Regions from separate parts of the Mus musculus genome. Here region 1 is linked to region 2. A link is a contact called in public HiChIP or PLAC-seq data. All regions are on one chromosome and are shown on one strand. The core of a region is the stretch at or near the end of the contact, and the rest is flanking DNA. Distances in the headings are between cores, read along the strand shown.

Evidence for each region. HiChIP or PLAC-seq counts read pairs in DNA pulled down with a chosen protein or histone mark.
Region 1: a FOXA1 HiChIP or PLAC-seq map of pancreatic cancer cells shows a contact between it and region 2. The contact joins the promoter of Dsp here to the enhancer-like site in region 2. A contact is called at or near these places in 3 of 39 promoter capture datasets (cranial neural crest, hippocampal neurons and liver), 3 of 484 Hi-C or Micro-C datasets (cardiomyocytes and embryonic stem cells), 5 of 115 datasets of contacts at active chromatin or transcription factors (cardiomyocytes, embryonic stem cells, extraembryonic endoderm stem cells and 1 more) and 1 of 9 other capture datasets (embryonic stem cells).

The regions. Positions count from the first base shown.
Region 1 is chr13:38,149,438-38,155,777 of GRCm38.p6, reverse strand. It overlaps Dsp (desmoplakin), which reads right to left and starts at 4,484. Exons shown (of 24, transcript NM_023842.2): 1 at 3,984-4,484. The coding sequence starts at 4,189.
Region 2 is chr13:37,454,154-37,460,068 of GRCm38.p6, reverse strand. No RefSeq gene overlaps it. Among named protein-coding and RNA genes, the nearest start is that of Gm4035, 22 kb to the right of the region's middle. Within about 2 kb of position 2,863, at least 104 of the 459 cell types and tissues checked have an H3K27ac peak or open chromatin away from gene starts, as enhancers often do. A contact at or near this core is called in embryonic stem cells, extraembryonic endoderm stem cells, liver and 1 more, where this site is marked.

The sequences.
Region 1 (6,340 bases), core at 3,235-5,734, 690 kb before region 2:
GCAAAGGCCATCCCACCCAGATTTCTGGCAGGTTGTGCACAAAGCAAGACCCTCCACTGAGCTGTCACAGAGAGCCACCCTGCTGAGGCTCAGTGACCCTTGACTGGAGGAGACTCTGGTGGCAATGAAAACCTGTCATGGATTCCATCACTAGCCAAGTCCCTTCACTAGGTTTTCCTGAGCTCCTTCCTCCATTTCTTACTGCTTTCCACTCTTCAAAGAGTGTTCACCAAGGAGCCCACTCTGCAGACCTCTTGAACTTTCCCATGTTCTTGTCCATCCTTGTATATCAGCTGAATTACTACACAAAGTAAACACCACTCTAAAAAAAAAAAAAGTAAATAAAGACTCACTAAAGCCTCCATGACAGATGCTATCTCTACTTGTGAACGCTCTGAAGCTATGTGTGTGTGTCTAAGCCAAGGCCTTGAGATCACTGGGCAAGCACTAGGCTTGGCTATACCTTCAATTCTACTCTTTGTACCTTGTACTTGTGTGGTCTCAAGAGTACACACTCCTCTCAGATATTTTTGTTCATTTCACCTTAACTTTCCATAAACTCCATGCATGTAGGCAGCAGATGCTCAGAAGATGCTAAGTCAATGAAAGGACATGGAAATGTTACATACATTAACAGGTAGCAGTACAGGTCTGTCCAGCCTAGAAGTCAACTTGGGGAGAGCCGGGTGAGGCTGTGTGGTCCTCAACACTCTATTCACTCTGGAGTGTAGAGGCTTGCTCTTGCTAGTTCTGATTTTCTTTATTATTATTATTATTGTTGTTGTTGTTTATTAATTATTATTATTATTTTGTTTTGCTCTGCTGAGAGTGTAGTGTACTAAGCAAGGGCTCGTCCCTTGAGCATATTCTCAGGCCCTGTTTCGGCTTTGAAGTAATGAGATCTGGACTAGAACAAGCCTTAACAACTACAGCCACATACTTCTGAAGCTTACTGCCTACCACTTTGAATCCTACAAAAATCTACCCTTTGGTCGGTGATAGAGCTGAGCGTGAGCTCTGGTTACTTTGGTGACGAAAATACTTTGGTGGTTAGTATTTTATATAAGCTACAAGAAAATACTCCAGAAATTCTGCTTTGACTGAAAAGAGCATTAATATGATGTCTTATGCAAAGAAAAAAAAAAAAAAACTCTAAAGTTTCTTTTCAAACTTCCTGCCTTTTATATTACCAAGCCTGTAAGACTTACTATTCCTTAAGTGGAACACAAGGAAAAGTTAAAGTGATTATAGCTCCCATCTAACCTAAAATAAAGACACACAGAGCAGGTGGTGATAGGAGGGGGGTGGGGGTGGTAGGGAAGACGGCCTTACAGTGTACATGTGATCTCAAACTGTTCTGAAAGTAGCCAAAAGTTAGCTGTGGAAAAGACACAGAGGAGACACATTTCCCGGTGATTTCAACAGCAAAAAATAAGATCTGAGTTCTCTATCAAGACTTGTTTACGTAAAGAAGAGTTACACACACTTATTTCAAACATTATTTCATTTGTATCAATTCAACCCATAGATTCAAATAAGTTAAAATTCAACTAGTAGTCTCCATGCTGATTTTTGTAGAGAGAGGAGAAAAAAAGCCGTGAATATTATTTAACCATTCACTTAGCAGAGGTTTCCAACTCTCTTGGGCAGACAGGGCCTCCTACATCTGCAAAACATAAGTGATGAGCAAACAGCTCCCTTCACACAAAACTAAAATGTTACCAGAAAAACAGGTCCGGGTACAGGGCCTGACTCTCTGCTTAGTCTCTATGAACTGAAAATGCAGAACTCAGCATTCATGGGCTATTTTCTATTGAGCACTAGGACAGGTCCAACGGGCTGGGGGAGGGGGGGAGGCAGGAGAGTGGGAGGACTCTATCACCTGGGTCTCAAGAGAATGATAGCCTCTGAGTCACTGGCCACCTCTGACACCCTGCAGGGCCACTGACTAATGTCAATCCTGGGGGGCGGGGGGGGGGGGGGAATCCTTTCTCAAAGTGAGGTAATTTTCCACTTCTGTCTGTTTTGCCTTCCGGATCATATAGAGCTTGACAGGTTGGGGGAGGGGGGACGCAGAAATATTGAAGGACAAAAAATATCGTTTTTCTCCAAATTAAGTGTTTTAGGGAAGAACCCTAATAAGACATTTATCTTTACACAGCTCCCATATTAATGAATAAATTAAAAATATTGCTTCTCTATAAGATGATAAGAAACTAAGGAAGTAAATTAACCAATTACTAGGCACTGATAGCTGTCACTGTAAGAGGGCTGAGGGTGTAGGTCAGGAGTAGAATACTTGCCTACTGCGTGTGAGGCCTTGGGTCTGATTCCCAGTAAAGCAAAAATAACAAATGCTAAGAAACCTAGGCTAGTAGAATCAGACTAAATAGTAAGATTAATAATAACAATAACTTGGTTCATAAAGTGTTGAAAAGAACTGCTAAAGAATTCTTCCATATTCTGATCCAGACTTTAATTATGTAATCCACACATTGAAAAGAATAGGCTACTGAATTCCGGGAAGGCTAAGACACAAAAGTACATTTGAGATTTTGGTGGCTCGCCAAACTTTAAAATATACTTTAAAACCAAGTTTTTAAACTTGGTGTTGCCGGAAACAATCGTTCCTCAAAATCCTGGGACACAATTTGTTAAGAAAACAAAGATCTCTAATGAGAAAAGGTATCCTGCTGCCTGAGAAATAAATAAATTTAAACAGAAAACGAGTTGCAACTGGAAGGACTGTCGGATCTCTAAAACTGCTTGCAAAACAAAACGCCATCGGAGCCATTAGGTTTCTCCTCCTCCGCCTGCGGCCACTGCGCTGCGAAGTATTAAGGTAGTGGGGCGGCCGCCTCCAGAGGCGCGACCGAGGTAGGGCTGGGAAGGGGCGGGTCGCAAAAGTCTCACGGCTCACGTGGGCTTGCAGAAAGCAGCTGTGGGGACCGTGTGAAAGGATGCTCATTACCTTCTCCCACCCACCAGTGACTCCCTCGCTGTATTTACCCGACTATCCCGGGAAGAGGACCCAGCCCTTTGTGCCGTGGGTTCCTCGGCAGCTCCTAATCCTGGGCGCCACAGTGCTTTCTCCAGGGTCACCCTCTCAGCCAGAGCTGGAGCCCATTTTATACAGATCAAAGAGATGACTAATACTGAGCCCAGAGCCACAATTATTACAAAGTCTCCAGGAGACTAGGCTGATTTTTTTTTAAAGGTGCGGAGCCTCCGGTGCGATCCCGGTGACCAAGTGGCCAGAGTGGGGAAAGGGGAGCGAGCGGAACAGACCAAGTTTGCAGCCCGTGCCCAGAGGCTATCCCTACAAAGGAACCCATTTGCGTGACAGGGGACTTTCAGGCTCCGTGGAGGGTGTAACTTCCATGCAGATACCCTCGGGTGGCCAATAACCTAAGGGCCTCCGCCGCCGTCGCCCTGGGGTGACCATGAGTTGCAAGTCCTGAGTCCCTCCGAGGCCACCGGGCAGCAAAGGGAACTCCACCCCTTCACAAGTTTTATTTTTCGTTAGTTTGAAAGCTGGGTTTTGGGGCCGCAGCTCCGCCTAGCCCGACCTCCCACCTGCGGTCTGGAACAAAGGCAATCACAGCTGGGTCCACTTTGCAAGGGACAACCGGGGGTGGGGAGGAAGAGGGTACGACCAAGGAGAGACCTGCGTCCCTGCCGTCCATTGCTCCCCTACACAGTGGAGGTGGAAAAGAGCCGCTTCTAGGATAGAAGAGAGGTGAGGACCGTGGGACCCTGCGTAGGCTCACGGTAGGACTGTCGCCTGGGTCCCAGCACACACCCAAGCTCCCTGTTCTCACTGGCTAGCGCTGGGCGTAGGGACACCCGTTCCTGCGCTTCCGTGACCCGGGGCAAAGCACTTTCCTCGGCCTAGACCTGGGTTTCCTGGTTGGCCCAGGAGGCGGGCCACTACCTGACCCAAGATTTGGGACTGAGCTAGGTGGCGGCGGGCTGATACCCACCAGTAGCCGTCGGAGTTCTGGTCGTTGACGGTGCAGCGCCGGGAGTGGGAGTAGAACGTCCTGCTGGTGCCCCCGCCGCCGCCCCCGCCGCCCCCGCCGCCGCCACCGCTGTAGGTCATCTCGTAGCGCAGGTCCGGGCCGGACTCCGCGCGGGTCATGCGACCCAGCGTGTTGATCCGCGGGTGGGAGCCGCCGTTGCAGCTCATGTCTGCGGTCACTCAAGAGAGCCGCTCAGCGCCGCGGCATACGCGAGGCGTCGCCTCGGAGCACGCGAGGGACTCCGGGAGAGGAGCGCGGAACGCGGAGGACTGGCGAGGGCTCAGCGCTCCAGCAGGGCGGAGACGGGGACGGCGACTGGCTAGGCGCGGGAACCGGAGTGGAGCTGTGGCTCGGAGGGCAGCGAGGGCTCAGAGGAGCTGGGTCGCGCCTGGGTGTTGGTGTTGGTCGAGGCGGTGCGAGTCTCCTCCCCGCTGGCACCCGGCGCCCAGGCCACACCTGGTCGGCTTCTTCCCAGGGCGAGGTGCGGCTGCCTCGCCTCCCCCGCCCTCCCCCCCGCGTGTCACCGACGCCTGGGGCCGCCCTCCCCAACCTGCGGCTCCGCCCTGCGCCACCGAAGCCTGAGCAGAGGCGAGGGGCGGGGACCTGGCGACTGGATCCCCGTCGGAGGGCTGCGACCCCGCGGGACTTGCTTCAGGCTCTAGGAGCCACAGTGGCACACCTTTGGAGGATTTCCTACTCCCCCAAGAGGCGGAAATAAAGTGGCTTGGGAGGGTCACTCCATGGGACGACTCTAGTGAAATGTTGACTTTTTGCTTATCCCAGGAAACCATGCCAGCTTCTATTTAAATAGCCCCAAGAGTTCGATTTCTGTTGTGTAAAAGATAATTTAACAGAGAATCCCGAAAAGGGCTTCTCCAGAAATATTTTGTCATGAGGGACTTAGTTCAAGGCTAGACTGGGCTTCATAGCAGGACTTTGCCTGAAACAGAAACAAGACGTGGTTTTCCATTTCTCTAAAAGAATCATGAGCACGTTTGTCCCCTGTAGACTCCTGAGCCCCAACTTGGGTCCCTTTCTGCTCCCATGAAGCCTGAACAGATACCGTTCCAGATGAGTAACACATTCCACCGATTGGTTCCAAAGCCACTCCCAGTTAGCAGATGAGTGCAATTTACACCGTAGTCTCCATAAACTGACTTTAGATACAGACCCCTGTACACTAGCCATTAAAAGCTGTTTAGATAACTTGGGGTGGCGTTAAATGCTCTCTAGTAAACACCACTTAAAGATCTTGGTAATAAATATTTCTTGTCTCCCTGAATAATGTCTGTTAGCTTTCCTGTTTGTACAATGTATTTCTCAAATGTTCATGAGCTGGTTAAAGCAGCCCAAAAACTAAATACCAAACTACATTGGTATGCTGTAAAGGAGAAGAGGAGGTTTTCTAAATATGTGCCCTATCTAATTCTGCAATGACACTTCCAAGTTTTGGACACAATTTTTGACAACAGATCTTGCTTGCACGTTTGCTTCCTGATTGCCCAGAGCAGACCGACTTAAATCCAAGGAGTCAAACGCACAGTGAGATAACAGTTTACCACGGTTAGCTCAACCACCCATATCTGCCACTGTTCGACTACCATCAATTTCCTCTCGTTTCTAACAACAAACTCACCTGGCCAAAGAGCTTGTAGACAAAAGTGCTTTGTTTAGAAATAGAATCCGTATCCGCAAGTCAGCCTCCACACAAACAACCCATAGTATCCGGAAGACGTTTGGGTCGTCAGCAAATAATGCACGGAATTTGATTCGGAATGTTTTCCTTCTTATGCATCTTGTTTGTCCAGTGGATAACTATAACACACTGTATGGAAGGGCCTGTATCAGACTGTGCAAGACAACGATGACTAACGCACAGCCACGGTCCTCATAAATACTATAGTAGAACCTCAGTTTCAACCATTTGGAGATCTCCTTTCTCCAATACTGAAAAGGATGCACAGTCAACCTGGAAATTCATCTTAAATACAATCCATTCTTCTATGAAACACCTCACAGCAAGAAAGGCTCTCCTCCACCAGAGATAGCTAGCACATCTGGGTGCTCACATTGGTTAGTCCGTAGCTGGGCTGCCCGTACTCCCCCCTCCCCAGACTCACAGCTGGTCAATCTATTTACAAAGCAGGGGAAGATGGGAAAACACAGCCCACCAGATGTAGGTTTATGGCCATCCTTGCTTCCTGACCTACCTCATTGCATCTCGCTCTCCTCCAGGCCTTCCCAAGAATACTGGTGGCTCTAAAACTAACCAAACATGCCTGTCTGGGAAGACTGTGATTTCATTTATCTTTCTCTAA
Region 2 (5,915 bases), core at 1,614-4,113:
ACATTGAGGATGAAAACAATCATTGCCAGTTGCAACAGGGTTTCCGTTTGAAGGGTACAGAAAGAACGGTTTATTCAGGTCTAGGGGAGAGACAGCGACCACTCCGTGTGCTGGGTACACCTTGTTGGGGACAGGATAGGGCTGGAAGCTGGTTGTAGATGCTGTCCCCTGACTACTCTGCAGGATGGCCTGGCCCTTCAAAGAACTTGTACTTTGGGCTTCATTGAGATTCCAGCTTCAACAAATAACACGAGACTGCAGAGGCTGCTTACCTGGCAGAGGGAAGGGACACAATCAACACTGAGTGACTTTGGTGCCATGGCCACGGACAAGGGCAGATTCTTTAGTTTGAAGGGTTTCAAATGAAGTGGGTTTGGTGTTTCCTTCCTTAAGTCCCATAGGAGCCTGAGAATGTTCTGCCAAGTTTAAAGAGGGGAAGTGACTTTTAGGGCAACTTGGCTCCTAAGAATGGCCACCTTCATGCGGATACCCTTTAACTCCATCCATGTCTGCTATTCCAGGCATCGTCTTGCATTTTTTTTTCTTTTTTCTGAAGACCCAGAAGTCAGCAGCTGCACATAGAATCAAAATGGAACTTGAGTTACTCTATTTGGAAAATGGTTGAGCCCCCCTGCATGCCTGTCCTCCTAGGGACACAGTCTTTGTTAAGTATGTTTCCAACCTCTTCCTATTCGGCTTCTATTTGGTCCACTGTTTGCAACCTTAGCCCTGCCTGTTTTTCTTTTTGCTCGAAGTGGAAAATACTATTCATCTTGTCGCTCAGCTGCTGGGTGGATCCTGGAGCAGCTGTCCCTCGGGGACATGGGTGAGACTCAGTGCTGTGCCTGCAAATGCCAGGGATGGAGAGATAATGAATGTGCCTCGGAGAGAGAAACCATCCCGACATTACGATGCCAACCTTCACCCGTGTCAGACATCTTCAGTTGCCGCTGTCCTTCAAAGGACCCTGTGTCTCACGAGGGTGACAGTGGTTCCCAAACAATTTCAGGTCTGCCTTTTTAAATCCCAGGCTGGGGATTTACCCAAGACTCAGCTTCTAGTTATGTAAATCTTCCTCCTAAAAACAAGGAGTCCGTTTTGAATAAACTGGACTGATGTAAAAACTGAGAGCCATGGGCCCATGGGATGAGACTGTTAGGCTAAGTGTGGAATTGGTGGCACCTCTTGCCAGGACCCTGGGGCACATCATCTAGGGCGTGTTCCAGCGATGTCTTTCATGGGGGAAGCAGGGTGCTTGCTGTCCTTTTGAATCGTGTTTTCAGCCTGATGACCCGGCCTCTGTATCTGTTGCTCTTAGAAGAGCAAAAGTCGGTGGTGGTGAAATTGGTTGGTGACTTTGGCTTATTGTGTAATCTGAATATTAAAGTTTATTTTCAAGGCTTTAAAAAAAAAACATTTTGCCAGCTTTAGAGGTAAATATAGTAACCATCATTCAGTGTCAAAACTAAACCAATTTTTAAACATTTGAATCTAAATTATAGAATGAAGAAATTATTTCAACTGTTGTTTTTGTTTGTTTGTTTGTTTTATTTTTTTGGTCTTTGTTTTTTTTAGGCACAGAAGTGATAATTTAAAGCCACAGATCACTTGGCACGTTGCTCGTTGACCTTAGGGTTATTATTTATGGTTATATTTACATCTGCTTTAAAGGGGTATTCCTCTGTATCTTACTTTTAATTTTCACCTATTCTTAGAGAAAAGGTCTCACTATACAGGTGGCCTGGGCTGGCTCTAGGGACCAGGCTGGTTTTGAACTTTTAGTGTTCTGTAGTCTCTGCTTCCCTGGTGTGAGATCATAGGTGTAGTTCACTAAGCCCAGCCTCTGTATTATTTCTATGTATTCATTTTATATTACTTTTAAAGAAGAGCTAAACACTTTCCTTTCCAAAGCATTTTGAATCTAAATATTAATTTAATTATCATTTTTTAGTTCAATAGCATATTAGCAAACATGAAACAAAGACTCCTTAGGCAGAGAGAGGATCAGTGTCCTCCCTCCTCTGAATGCGAGGACACAACAGGCAAGCACTCTGCCATTCTCACTTGGCATGCTCCTTATTGGAGGGGCAGAGGGAAAGCCACTTCACCCTGTGATGGGCACCATCCTCACTGCCTCACATAAGGTCCCTCTGGATGCGTTCTCATAACGGAGGATTCCAAGGAGCATCCTGGGGCCAACAGAACAGACTGTCTATCCTGAGGGAGGGAGGAATGTCAGTTGAGAGTGTTGCTGCTGTTCATGGGCCACTCCTGATGCTCTCCCCTTCTCTGTAGTTGTAGCGAGCTCAAGCACCAAAACAAACGATCCAGGGATGACCCATGCTTTCATGGTGTGCTGCACACCCGGGAAGGGTTTTCTTTGTTTGTTTTAGGAAAGATTGGCTCTCTGTTCTCCACTGATTTGTGATCTGTGCTCCCCCTGTCTTTGAGTTCTGGGAGAGACATTTTGGATCACAGGATGGAGACGGTGGAAAAAGAACAGGCCGGAGCATCGGGAATAGGCCTAGAACTCTAGGGACAACATTCTTCATGCTCTCTTAAGAGCTTAGAGGTTTGGAACTGGTGGCAACTGGTAGTTTTCAGTGTTTGGTAAACAGCCAGCATCCGGAGCCCTGGGAACAGCCTCGCTTAGCTCTTTGTTTAAGTTTTGGGATAGAGGCTCTGAGTAGTTGGTGCAGGGGAGAGAAATTAGCAACCACTGCTCGTTCACAGCTGGGCAGCCAAGTGGACAGCCCTGAAAGACCCAAGCTGACAGGAGAGAAAGAGGCCCCTACCAGTCTTGGACCAACAGCTCTTAGAGAAGGACACTCCCTCACCCCAACCCCCAACTGCTCTGCATCTGCCTGGCCTCTGGCCAAAGATCTGTGCACACTGCAGCGTTGGTATGCTTTGGGTGAGGCTCGTGGTCATAGCAACAGGAATGGGAGAGACCCAGTTCCTGGGAGTAAGAACTGTGGCCAAGATACAGATTGGGCAGGCTAGGGGTAGGGAGGGGAAGTCAAGGTTAGTTTTGCCTGAAGAATGGAGCCCTTTACTGTTGTGGACAGAGCCACTTCAGCCAGGGGCTACTAATGGCTGTTCTCAAGTCTCTCCTTTCTCCAAGTAGGTGTGGCTCAGGCTGAGTTTGTTAAACTCTGGTGAACGTTTTCAACCCACTGACCTGCTGATTTTTAGAGAGAATTAAGCACTGACCTACTTGCTGGTGGCACACAATCACATTTAAATATGCATGCACCTATTTTTTCCACAAAGGAGTTTTTGTTTTTGTTTTGTTTTGTTTTTAGGAAAAAGAGATGTTCTGTGCACATGTGGCCTGTGATCAGAACCGAGGGCTCACACTGGAGGAGCTGAGTTCTAATCCCAGCATCGACTCTTCCCCTCTCCCCGAGGGACTTCTCTGTGCCCTATTTTCTTTATCTATGAAATGAAATGATGAGGTAAAAAGCGAGAGGACCGGCTCCAGCTCTGAGCTTCTATGTCTATAGACCATGGGATAAAGGATAAGGGCCGTTTCTATTGTTGAGTCTTCTGTGTTTCTGGCTCATATTTCTTTGAAGCCAGCAGGTATAGCTAACGATTAGAAAAGTCAACAGACTTCCTTTTCAACTTTTGATCTCTTTAAATTCTTTATTTCTTTTAGAGCCGTTTCGAGCTCACACACAGTTGAAAAGGGGCACGCACAGAGATTTTCCACACAACCCTCAGGCACCCCCCCATTATTGCCATCCTAACAGGAGTGGTTGATTTGTCACAACTGATAAATACATCGACAGACTGTGATCACACAAAGGCCATAGTGTACAGCAGGGCTCTGTCTTGGTGTTGTTCCGTTTATGGGTTCACAGAGAGTGAATTAAGCTACGAGTCTACCAGGGCTTAGGGGATAAGAATACTTGCAAGGTAAGCATGAGGCTCTGAGTTCAAATCCCCACCACCTACATAAAAAGCTGGGTGTAGTCACACGCTCTCCTAGAGCCCCAGTGTGGTGAGGTAGCAAAGACAGGACTTCTGGGGCTTGCTGGACACCAGCCAAGCTCCAGGTACAGAGAGACTTGACTCAAAGGAATGAGGCAGAGAATGATAGACAGCTGGGTACTCAACAGGATCCCCTGGCCTCTGCATGTAAGTGGGAACATGCAGTAACACACAGACATGCACACACAACACACACACTCACACAGCATAAAAACTTAAAAGAAAAAAAAAGATACCCATCCCCTTTAAGCTGCAGTCGCCCCTCCCCCCGCTTCCCCTAAGCCTCTGGCAATAGTGGATCTTTCCTGTCTCCTTGGTTTTGCCTTTCTCAGAACATCATGTGGCTGGAGTCACACACAGTGTGTGGCCTTCACGGACTGGCTCCAGATAAGTTTCTAGTTTATTGTTACTGTTTGCTTGTGGTGATATGGGGTCTCAAGGACCTGGGGCTTCTTCTCTAGCTCAGGTTGCCTATGAAGGCAGCAATCCTCCTGCTTCAGCATCACAAGTGCTGGAAGAGGAGCATGACCCAATTATCCCTACCTCCTTGTCTCTCTTGCAAGTGTTGCATCGAAACTCTCTGGTGGCCTTGTTTTGGTGGCAATTGTAACAACTTCCTCATCTCTTGTCACTCTTTATCTGCTTATCCCCCAAATATCCCAGGATTCCTTAAGGCCAATCTCTCCCTCTCCCTCTCCCTCTCCTTCTCCCTCTCCCTCTCCCTCTCCCTCTCCCTCTCCCTCTCCCTCTCCCTCTCCCTCTCCCTCTCCCTCTCCCTCTCCCTCTCCCTCTCCCTCTCCCTCTCCCTCTCCGTCTCCCTCTCCCTCTCCCTCTCCCTCTCCCTCTCCCTCTCCCTTTCCCTCTCCTCCCCTGCCCCCTTTCCTCCCCTCCCCCTCTCCTGCTCCCTCTCCCCTCTGCCTTCCCCTCCCCCTCTCCTTCCCTCCCCCACCTCCTCTTTATCTCCCTAGATTATTTTCCTTTTCCCAACTGGTCTCTCACAGAAATCTAAGCTGCCAGGCCCTACATCTTCTCCCTCAGTGACTATCACCACAGGCCCAACAATTATTTATCATTTGGGTTTTTTTTTTAATCTCACCCCCAACTGTGCAAAAGAATCAGGCTGGAGATTTTAAAAGAAACAGAAAAATCAAACAAATGGCCCACACCTGCCTGGTTCAAGGGTCTTGGGTAGGACCTGGGCATTTGCTCTTTTTAGATCCCTGGATATTCTAATGTACAGTCACTTGGGAAGCCATGGTTAAAGGAGAATCAATGTCCTGTTACAGGTTGTAGGACATCCTTGGCTGTGACAGTAAAGGTCACGTTCTTGTGTGCTGATGCAGTTGCCTTGTTGAGGCATGGCTCTAGCTGTGACATCACTCCCTGAAAGATGGTCCTGTGAGCCCCAATTCCTGGAATTTCGGATTTTGTGTTATCCTCTCCCCTTAAGCCTGGGCTGCGCCTAATGACTCAGACCTAACCAGGAGCGTGTGTCAGAGTTGATGGGAGGGTACTTCCAAGCTTTTATGTCCTGTTTCTTTTGCTTGGCTTCTGGGTCCCTTCCCCAGCCCTTGCAGCATTCTTGCTCTAAGGGACAATGGCTAACAGTGATGGATGGCTCAGTGACAGGGAAGTGAGGTAGTGATGTCCTAAAGCCTGCTGACTTCCCGGTGAGTGAGCTGGAATTCACACGAGCTGCCCTCTGGTACAGCCCTGCATGACTAAGGCCCCAAACCTATGCAGACTGCAACCTCTGTCAGAGGTCTCCAGCTAAACCACACCTAGATTCCTGGCTCATAGGAGCCAGAAGATAGAGAAATGCTGTTAATTTTGAAGCATTCAGTTTTGGGGTTTGTTATAGTTTAAGCCTGTAATATCCCCCGCCATGCCCACTCCCCCCACCTCCGGGCTCCTATGTT